Linked DNA regions of Canis lupus: region 1 is linked to region 2. Evidence: chromatin contacts called from public Hi-C data. All regions are on one chromosome and are shown on one strand. The core of a region is the stretch at or near the end of the contact, and the rest is flanking DNA. Distances in the headings are between cores, read along the strand shown. Region 1 holds the start of VAV3 (guanine nucleotide exchange factor VAV3). Region 2 has its middle 72 kb from the start of SLC25A24.

Evidence for each region. A called contact is a pair of places that touch in the nucleus more often than the background predicts.
Region 1: a contact with region 2 is called in a Hi-C map of blood, with 1.8 times the contacts expected there. The contact joins the promoter of VAV3 here to the enhancer-like site in region 2. A contact is called at or near these places in 3 of 9 Hi-C or Micro-C datasets (amygdala and blood).

The regions. Positions count from the first base shown.
Region 1 is chr6:44,057,919-44,062,353 of UU_Cfam_GSD_1.0, forward strand. VAV3 (guanine nucleotide exchange factor VAV3) reads left to right here and starts at 1,260. Exons shown (of 27, transcript XM_038541166.1): 1 at 1,260-1,518. The coding sequence starts at 1,315.
Region 2 is chr6:43,907,000-43,910,992 of UU_Cfam_GSD_1.0, forward strand. No RefSeq gene overlaps it. Among named protein-coding and RNA genes, the nearest start is that of SLC25A24, 72 kb to the left of the region's middle. Within about 2 kb of position 1,407, at least 2 of the 20 cell types and tissues checked have an H3K27ac peak or open chromatin away from gene starts, as enhancers often do. A contact at or near this core is called in blood, where this site is marked.

The DNA.
Region 1 (4,435 bases), core at 10-2,509, 150 kb after region 2:
TAGAAAATTTGAGCTACCGAAGTGCCCTACACTAAGAAAAATCTAAAATCCCATTTCATTTTTTGTCTTTATTTTCAAGATTTAAAATACTACATCTGGAAAGGGAGAGCCACGATCACATGTACAGAACAGGGCGAGTTCAACGTGCTAGGCTCTTGCCATCAACAGCTTAAACATGGTTTCTGGTTTTGAGGGGCAGTGGGAGTAAAACGGGGCACCCCGGAGCCCAAGGACGGAGGGGACGTGCCTGCGCCTCCGGGTCAGCTCCGGGGTCCCGGGGCCCCGCACCGCGCTCGGCCGGCCGGCCTCGGCGCATGCGCGGTCGGCTGCCTGCGCTCCGGGCGCCCCGCGGGCCGCTGTCTGCCGCCGCCCGCGGGGCCGGGGGCAGAGCGGGCGCGGGGCGCGGGGGCGCGGCGGGGCGCGGGGTGGGGCGCAGGCGTCTCCGCACACTTTCCCGGTGTCCAAACACCCTTCCCAGCAACTAACTCGGAGACCGGGGACTTCTCCGCAGGAAGAGGGTTTAGAGGCCAGGCCGGGTAGGGGTGGGGGCGCCGATCCGTGGAACTTCAAGCGCTGCGTCCTCGAGGTGCCCTGGGCCCTTGTATCACTTCCTGGGGAGTCCTGGGGCCCCGACCGTCTTTCGCTGCCCTCGGACCCTTTAATAGAACGGCCGTCGCCCTCGAGGCGGGGGTCCGGCGCGAAGTCCGCAGGGTTGCGGTGCTCAGCCCCCCTCCCCGCTCCCCAACCCGGCGGCCGTCCCGACGGAAGACCTCCGGGCGCGCGCGTGTGTGCGCGTGTGTGTGCCCGCGCGCGTGTGTGCGTGTCTCCGCGCGTGTGCCCGCCTGTGTGTGCGCGTGCGTCCGTGTGTGTCTCCGCGCGTGTGCACGGGGGCGCTCCTCCAACCTGCGGGCTCGAGGTGGGCGGGGGCACCGGGTCCCCCCTCCCCCCCGCCCCGACCCCAGGCGCCCCCGGGGACTGGCGGCCGGCGGCGGGCCGGCCGGCGCGCTGGGCATGCTCAGTCGCCGGGCGCCGGGCTCGCGAGTCGGAAGCCTGTGCGCCGCCGCCGCCGCCGCCGCCGAGCCGGCCGGGGCGCACGGAGAGCGCGCGGGACTCGCTGCAGCGGCGGCCGGGCGGCGGAGCAGCCGGGCGGGGACCCGAGCCGAGCCCCGCGCGCAGCCCCCGAGCCGGCCGCCCCCGCGCCCCCGCGCCCCCCTCCGGGCGGGGGCCGGCCGCCGGCGTCGGCGGGGCGCGGAGGAAGCGCGGCCGCAGCGTCGCCGCCTGCCCCGGCCGGGCCGCGTCCCGGAGCCGTCGGGCATGGAGCCGTGGAAGCAGTGCGCGCAGTGGCTCATCCACTGCAAGGTGCTGCCCGCCAACCACCGCGTGACCTGGGACTCGGCGCAGGTGTTCGACCTGGCGCAGACCCTCCGCGACGGGGTCCTGCTGTGCCAGCTCCTCAACAACCTGCGGGCGCACGCCATCAACCTGAAGGAGATCAACCTGAGGCCGCAGATGTCCCAGGTAGGGAGGCCCGCGCCCGCCCCCCGCAGGCAGCCGCCCCCCAGCCAGACCCCCCAGCCGGCAGCACCCCGCAGCCGGGACCTCCCCCGCCGGCAGCCCCCCCGCCCCGCGCCGGGACCCCCCCCCAGCCGGGATCCCCCAGCCGGCAGCCCCCCCAGCCGGGACCTCCCCGCCGGCAGCCCCCCCGCCCCCGCTCCGGGACCCCCCCAGCCGGGACCCCCCAGCCGGCAGCACCCCGCAGCCGGGACCTCCCCGCCGGCAGCCCCCCCGCCCCGCGCCGGGACCACCCCCCAGCCGGGATCCCCCAGCCGGCAGCCCCCCCAGCCGGGACCTCCCCGCCGGCAGCCCCCCCGCCCCCGAGCCGGGACCCCCCCAGCCGGGACCCCCCAGCCTGCAGCCCCCCCAGCCGGGACCTCCCCCGCCGGCAGCCCCCCCGCCCCCGAGCCGGGCCCCCCCCACCAGCCGGGCCCCCCCGCCGGCAGCCCCCCCCAGCCGGCTAATTTCTTTGTGTAAATGCACACATCTGGGTGCGGGGCCGGGGCCGCCTTCGCCGGGGACCTCGGCCCGACGGGCTGCGGCGCGGGGCCCTGGCCGACGCCGGGTGGGTGCGGGCGGCGCGGGGCCCCTCCTGCGGGCCTCCCGGACGGCGGCGGCGGCGACCCTCGCCGGGTGCCCGTCCCCTCCTCGGTGCGCTCGGGAGTCGCGCAACAAAAGGAGTTTGCTCCGGCCTTTCTGTCACCGCTGCTGAGGGAGACACTGAGACGATGGGGGTGACTGCGTTTAGTCTGCTCTTTGCTTTGCGGCCCGTCCCCGTGTCTTCTTGAAAGAGGAACCACGACCCGAGGGCGAGCGTAGGAAGCGCAGGGCGTTCCGGGACCGTTACGCGTGCGGCGGCGGCCCTGGGGGCGGCGGGCGGTCCCGGGAAGCCCGCGGAGCCGGCGGCCAGCTGGCAGCCGCTGTTTGTGGCGCGCCCGGCCTCCCCAGCGGCGACGGGAAACGAGAAGTTTCGCTAGAGATTGTGCTTCCTTCACCCGGTGCTCGCCCAGGTGGCCCGGTGCAGCCTAGCGCCCAGGGGCCTCCTCCAGGGGTTTCACAGACCGAACCAACTCGGACTCTGGGGGCCGTGCGCATCTGGAGGCAACTCCAAAGTCCCAGCTCCGAGGCGCAGTACTTTCGTGCTTCTGTCAGAAAGGTTCCGTGCAGAAAGATCCTAAACCCCATTCAGCACCTTTGTTTTCTCTCTGTCCTATAGAAAACCGTCCTCAATTTAAGAGGGGGGAGGAGCCCCTCCAAGACACACGTTAGTTATCACTAATCCTGAGTGATAGGGCCTCAGCTACCGGCAACTAGAGCACTGCCTTTTACAATGGAACTGACTTCATAGAGTTTAATAATGATGCATTTAAAGTTGGAGCACGCACATTCATCTTCTCTTCTTGATGTCAGCATTTCACCAGAATCCCTGTGCACCCCACGTTCTGCGTCCCTTGCTTGTCCTGTCTGCCTTCAGTCAGCTGGTTAGCAGTCCCCAAGACCGAGCAGGCTTGTAAGTGGTGAGAACCACATGAATTTAGAAGGGCTATAAATTATTTCAGACTTTCCCATAATCCCGGGTGATGATTGCTAAATCTGTGGACCCCTTCAGAGTTGTCTCGATTCTGGATATCCCGTGAAGCAGTCTAACAGACCTTTCCACTGACCTAGAAGTTGCTATTCTGAGCAACGTTCTATAGGGAGCTGCAGTTGGTTGTCCAGTTTTTACAGATCACCATTTTCCACCTGGCCTATGGTCTCAGGAGACAGTGCGGGTCAGGATGCCTTGGTCCAGCAGCAGGGAATACAGTATTGTGTGCTCTTCCTGAAACTTCAGTTTCCTGGAACCCTCAAAGCTTGTTCAATAAGTTGTTCTCAATAATCAATTTCTCTGGACAGCTGAGGATCTCTCGCTTTTAATCTTCTAACCTTTGTTTGGATGTTAACAATGGATGAAAATCTTTTCAAACGGGTTTTTGCCCTTTGTAGAAGATAGTCAATGTAACTTAATCTTTTTGATCACTGAGGAGCATCATTATAAGCATCATTAATGGAAATTGAGCACATATGTGCTCTAAGAATCCTATTCCCTACTGGGGGTCCCACAATGAACACATCAGGATCCTAGCCCTAAAGGAATTATTATACTGTGCTATCAGAGAAGCCATCAGATTATAAAGAGGTAAACAGCTGAATGACTTTCCTTAGGCTATTTTGCGTTTGAATTAATCTGTCCAGTCCTGAGCTTTCTAGTTTCAAATTCATTGCAATTTTCTCTGTAATGTCCTGTGAGGGAGGGCTCCTCTCAAAAGTGAACCCCTGAAGGCTAGTAGTTGGATATGGTGATGTCTGTCTCTGCTTCCTTCTTGGTCCTGGACCACATTGCAGAGAGGGAAGGCAGCCGAACAGCTGCTGGATAGAGGAGTTTGTATTATAGATTGTCATTAAATCCTTAAATGACACTTACTAATGGTTTCATTAAACAAGGTGACCTATTTAGCAGGCCTACAGTGTCAAGCACTTAATAGGTGTTCAGTATTAGTAAAATTATTTAAAATGTTTTTTTTCCTACTGTCATATTAATAGGTTACAATCAAAATTTTAAAATAACTGCAAAATATGTAAACCCCTTTGGGATGATATTTCTACTCCCATCTTTCTAGCTGCTTCTGGTTGGTTTTATAAGACTCCTAACCCCATCAGTGATATTCATATTGTATAGTGAATCACCTAGTAACCTAGCGAAATCCTGACCTGCTTCCCCGGGATACCAGAGAGTTGGGAGAGCTTGGTTCATGTCTCAGAGTTAAAGAATGAATCTCCCAGCAGAGTTGGCAAAGAGGTAGAAGTTTACTAAACAGAGATACAGAGAAAGCTCTCAAAA
Region 2 (3,993 bases), core at 157-2,656:
AGGTTGGTGCTAATATTATTCCTGTGGATTTCAAGAAGGTAAGTGACTTGCTTAAGGACATAGTCCTATTAATTAGCAGAGTCATAATTGGAACCCAGAATATTCTGACTTGAGAGTCAAGTCAATGCTTAAGTCTCATTGAGCACTTATGGGAAGGAAGGAAGAGATGATCTCTGCAAGGCCAGAAGGCAAGGTGAGAGGATAATGGAATAATAATGATAATATTAATACAGGTAGCTTCGGCTTATTGGGTATCTACTCCATGCAACTCATCTCATATATGTCATAACCTTAACCTCTCAACAAGCCTATAAGGAGGGCCATGTGATCTGTGTGATCTAAGAGGGGTTGCGTGACCATACTCAAAACTACACATGCCAGACAAAGGTGCCAGACAAAGATGCCTGAATTCCATCACCAGGATCATAAACTGCTGGTGCTATTTGGAAGACATGTTATTGGAGGCAAGAAGGGGCCTCAACTTCATGATTCCGGCATAAACCACCTCGGGAAGCAACTGAGACCCGAGGACTAGAGTTCTATGAAGTTTACTTTCCTATTCTGAATTTGTTATGTTTCTATATCTAAAAAGCCCAGAACCACATTTAGAGTTTAATCTGCATATCTTTTTTGGGGAGTTTTGGGCCTTGCAGGAACTCAATTTATATATGTAGCCTTGGACCCTGGAGGGAAGCTTGGGGAGGAATGGTAGGAGGAGGAACCTCTGATAGAGTCAGGTCTCCAGGGCTACCTGAGAGTGGGCTAATCTGGATGTGTGTCAACTTGCCTCATCTGCCCCAGACCCCCAGTTTATCCCCAAAAGGCCCAGAAATCCCCCAAACTTGCTTGAGATTACTCTGCCATGGTCATCATCCCAAAACCCTTATGAACATGAGCCCATGGGAAGTATGGAGGGTACCATAAGTCTCCTTTTAAAAATGTGCTAAACTCCTAGGGAGAAATACTGTGCAATGGTAGCTTTTCGTGGGTACTGAACCCAGAGCCTTGAGCCTCAGGTATTTGTTGCCAGGGGCTACAATGGACGGGCTCCTGTCACTGCTGCTGCTGGTATCTGAGCCCAAGCTTGTGAGTGGTCCAACTACTGCCTCAGTTCCTTCTTCCTGGACAAGCCCCAGTTCTTGCCATGCTACTCAAGTCCCAGCAGAGGGGTTGGGTTCCTCAATTTCCCTTGGTGTGTAAATGCTACTGAATGCCAAGAGTGATGCCAGGCCACACTCACAGATTTGGTAGTTTAATTAACTGTGTTTTCTGGAAGTAGAATTAGGCATGCTAATAAGACCTTAAATAAAATGTAAGCCAGGCTGTCTGATGAGAAAGTGCTTTGCTGACAACTTCATTAAACATATATGAGGAAGTGAATCAAGCATTTCAGCAGAGAGGAAATCCAGTAGACAGTGGGCAGGAAATAATAGGAACAGCAGCAGGGCTTAGAGATACATGAATATGAAGCATAGTTCTAAGGATGAGAATAATTGGCTTTGGCATGGATGCATGCCAGTATAGAGGATTAATGAGGCTTTGTTTATTCGCTCATTAAAAAAATATTTATGGAGCTATTTTGCCATCCCAGGTACTTTACTAGACAATGGAAAATATGATGAAGAACAAGAAGTGTCGACCCTCTTGGTACTTGCTAAGTCTAATGGGTTAGTATTACCAGGAATTTTTTAGGGAACCATAGGCTGGTAGACAATTTGGGCAAATTATTTACTAATATTATTTTTTAAAATCTTAATTTTGAAATGTACACTCAAAAGTGTATAAAACACAAATGTAAAGTTTAATGAAAAATAATAAAACAAAGACGTGCATAGCTGTTGTCTTAGTTTAAGGAACAGAAACTAAGAGCTCAGAAACCTCCTGTGAACCCCTTCCTAATTTAATTCTCATCTCAGCCCCACCCAAAGGAAACTACCCTGACATTTGTGTTAACTTTCCTTTTTTAGTTTTTCGGAACAATATTTTGGGACTCTGAGAAGTATGTAAGTGAATCTAAAGATCATTTTGGTGAGAATTAACTTCATTATATTAAATCTTTCTATCCAAGAAAATTGCATATCTCTTCTTTCACTTAGGTCTCTCACAGTCTTGCAATAAAGTTTTATATTTTTTTCAGTAAAATGTTTTACATCTTTTGTTAGTTTCTTTCCCTAGCCAAATGCATTTAAAAAAAAAAAGTATCTTAAGAACTTATGACTTCTTGACTGATTGATGAAGTTGCAGACCATTGGCATTTTTCTATGGGTTTGTAAGCAGGAACTGTTAAGCTCTATTACTAATAATTTGCAGCTGTTTTGGACTTCTATGTAGACAATCATAGGAGACGCAAACACTGACATATTTATTCCTTTTAAGACCGTTTTTGGTATCTTTTCTTGTCTTACTATACAGGCTAAGATCTCAGTAAAATGTTAAGTAGAAGCAGTATTGAATAGGCATCCATGTCTTGTACCAGATAGTGAAATGCTGAAAGCACTACATTTAAGTATGCTTTGCTATCAGTTATTTTTAGATATCCTTTGATAAGTTGGAGACTTTCTATTTCTAATTTCTTAAGGTTTTCTTTTTAAAATCATGAGTGGGTATTGAATTTTATTGATTGCTTTTCTTATATCTATTGAAATGATCATTTAGATTGCTTGATGTTTATTTTTAAGCCAAACTTTCACTCTGGGTATGGAATTTTGGCAGCTTCAGAATATGAATTGGGTAACATTTCTTCTTTTCATGTTTTGTGGAAGAGTTTATGTAAGATTAGAGTTATTTTTTACTTGAATATTTGGTAGAATTTGCCTGTGAAGCTCCCAGGGTCTACTTTTCTTTTGGGGAATGTTTTTAAATATTAATTAAATTTACATAATGGCTGTAGAAATATTCAGATTTTCTATTCAGTTATTGTTGGTGGGGACTTTTTCCCCCCTAGGAATAGTATGTTTCATCTGGTTTTCAAATTTACAAAAAGTTGGTCACCTTTTTCTAATCTTTGTATCTGTGTTTAAAAAAACCAAAATTCAAATCCCAGATAGGCACAGTATCTTTTCCCTGAGCCAATTTTCCAACAAAAGGGTTTACTGATTGCCACAGTGCTAATTCAACCTCTGTTCCCTACCACCATTATCATTTTGAAGGATTTGATCTCTGAATTCAAATGTCCATACCTTGACCAGATGTTTGCCTCAAAGCTGAGATTTTTAAAAAGATTTTATTTATTTACTCATGAGAGACACACACAGAGAGAGAGAGAGAGACACAGGCAGAGGGAGAATGGAATAATAATATGGAATTATAATAATAATATAATGGATATTATATATTATATAATATATGTTATATATTATATATTATATAATAATAATAAATGGAATAATGAACAATGGAATTGTTGGGTTATTATTATTGGAACACAATAATAATAATAATAAATAATAATAAAACCCGAGGTGGTTTATGCCGGAATCATGAAGTTGAGGCCCCTTCTTGCCTCCAATAACATGTCTTCCAAATAGCACCAGCAGTTTATGATCCTGGTGATGGAATTCAGGCATCTTTGTCTGGCACCTTTGTCTGGCATGTGTAGTTTTGAGTATGGTCATGCAACCCCTCTTAGATCACACGGATCACATGGCCCTCCTTATAGGCTTGTTGAGAGGTTAAGGTTATGACATATATGAGATGAGTTGCATGGAGTAGATACCCAATAAGCCGAAGCTACCTGTATTAATATTATCATTATTATTCCATTACCCTCTTCCTACCCTCCACGTAGGGAGCCCCATGCGGGACTCAATCCCAGGACCCCAGGATCACGACCTCAGCCTAAGGCAGACGCTTAACCGCTGAGCCACCCAGGCATCCCCAAAGTTGAGTTTTAATTGGCCTTTGTCATACCAACCCTTCCTCAATGTTACCTTTTACTCTTTGGGATTCAGAGGCAGTTTCCTACTGTGCTGTACACATCCCTGAATTTGTAGA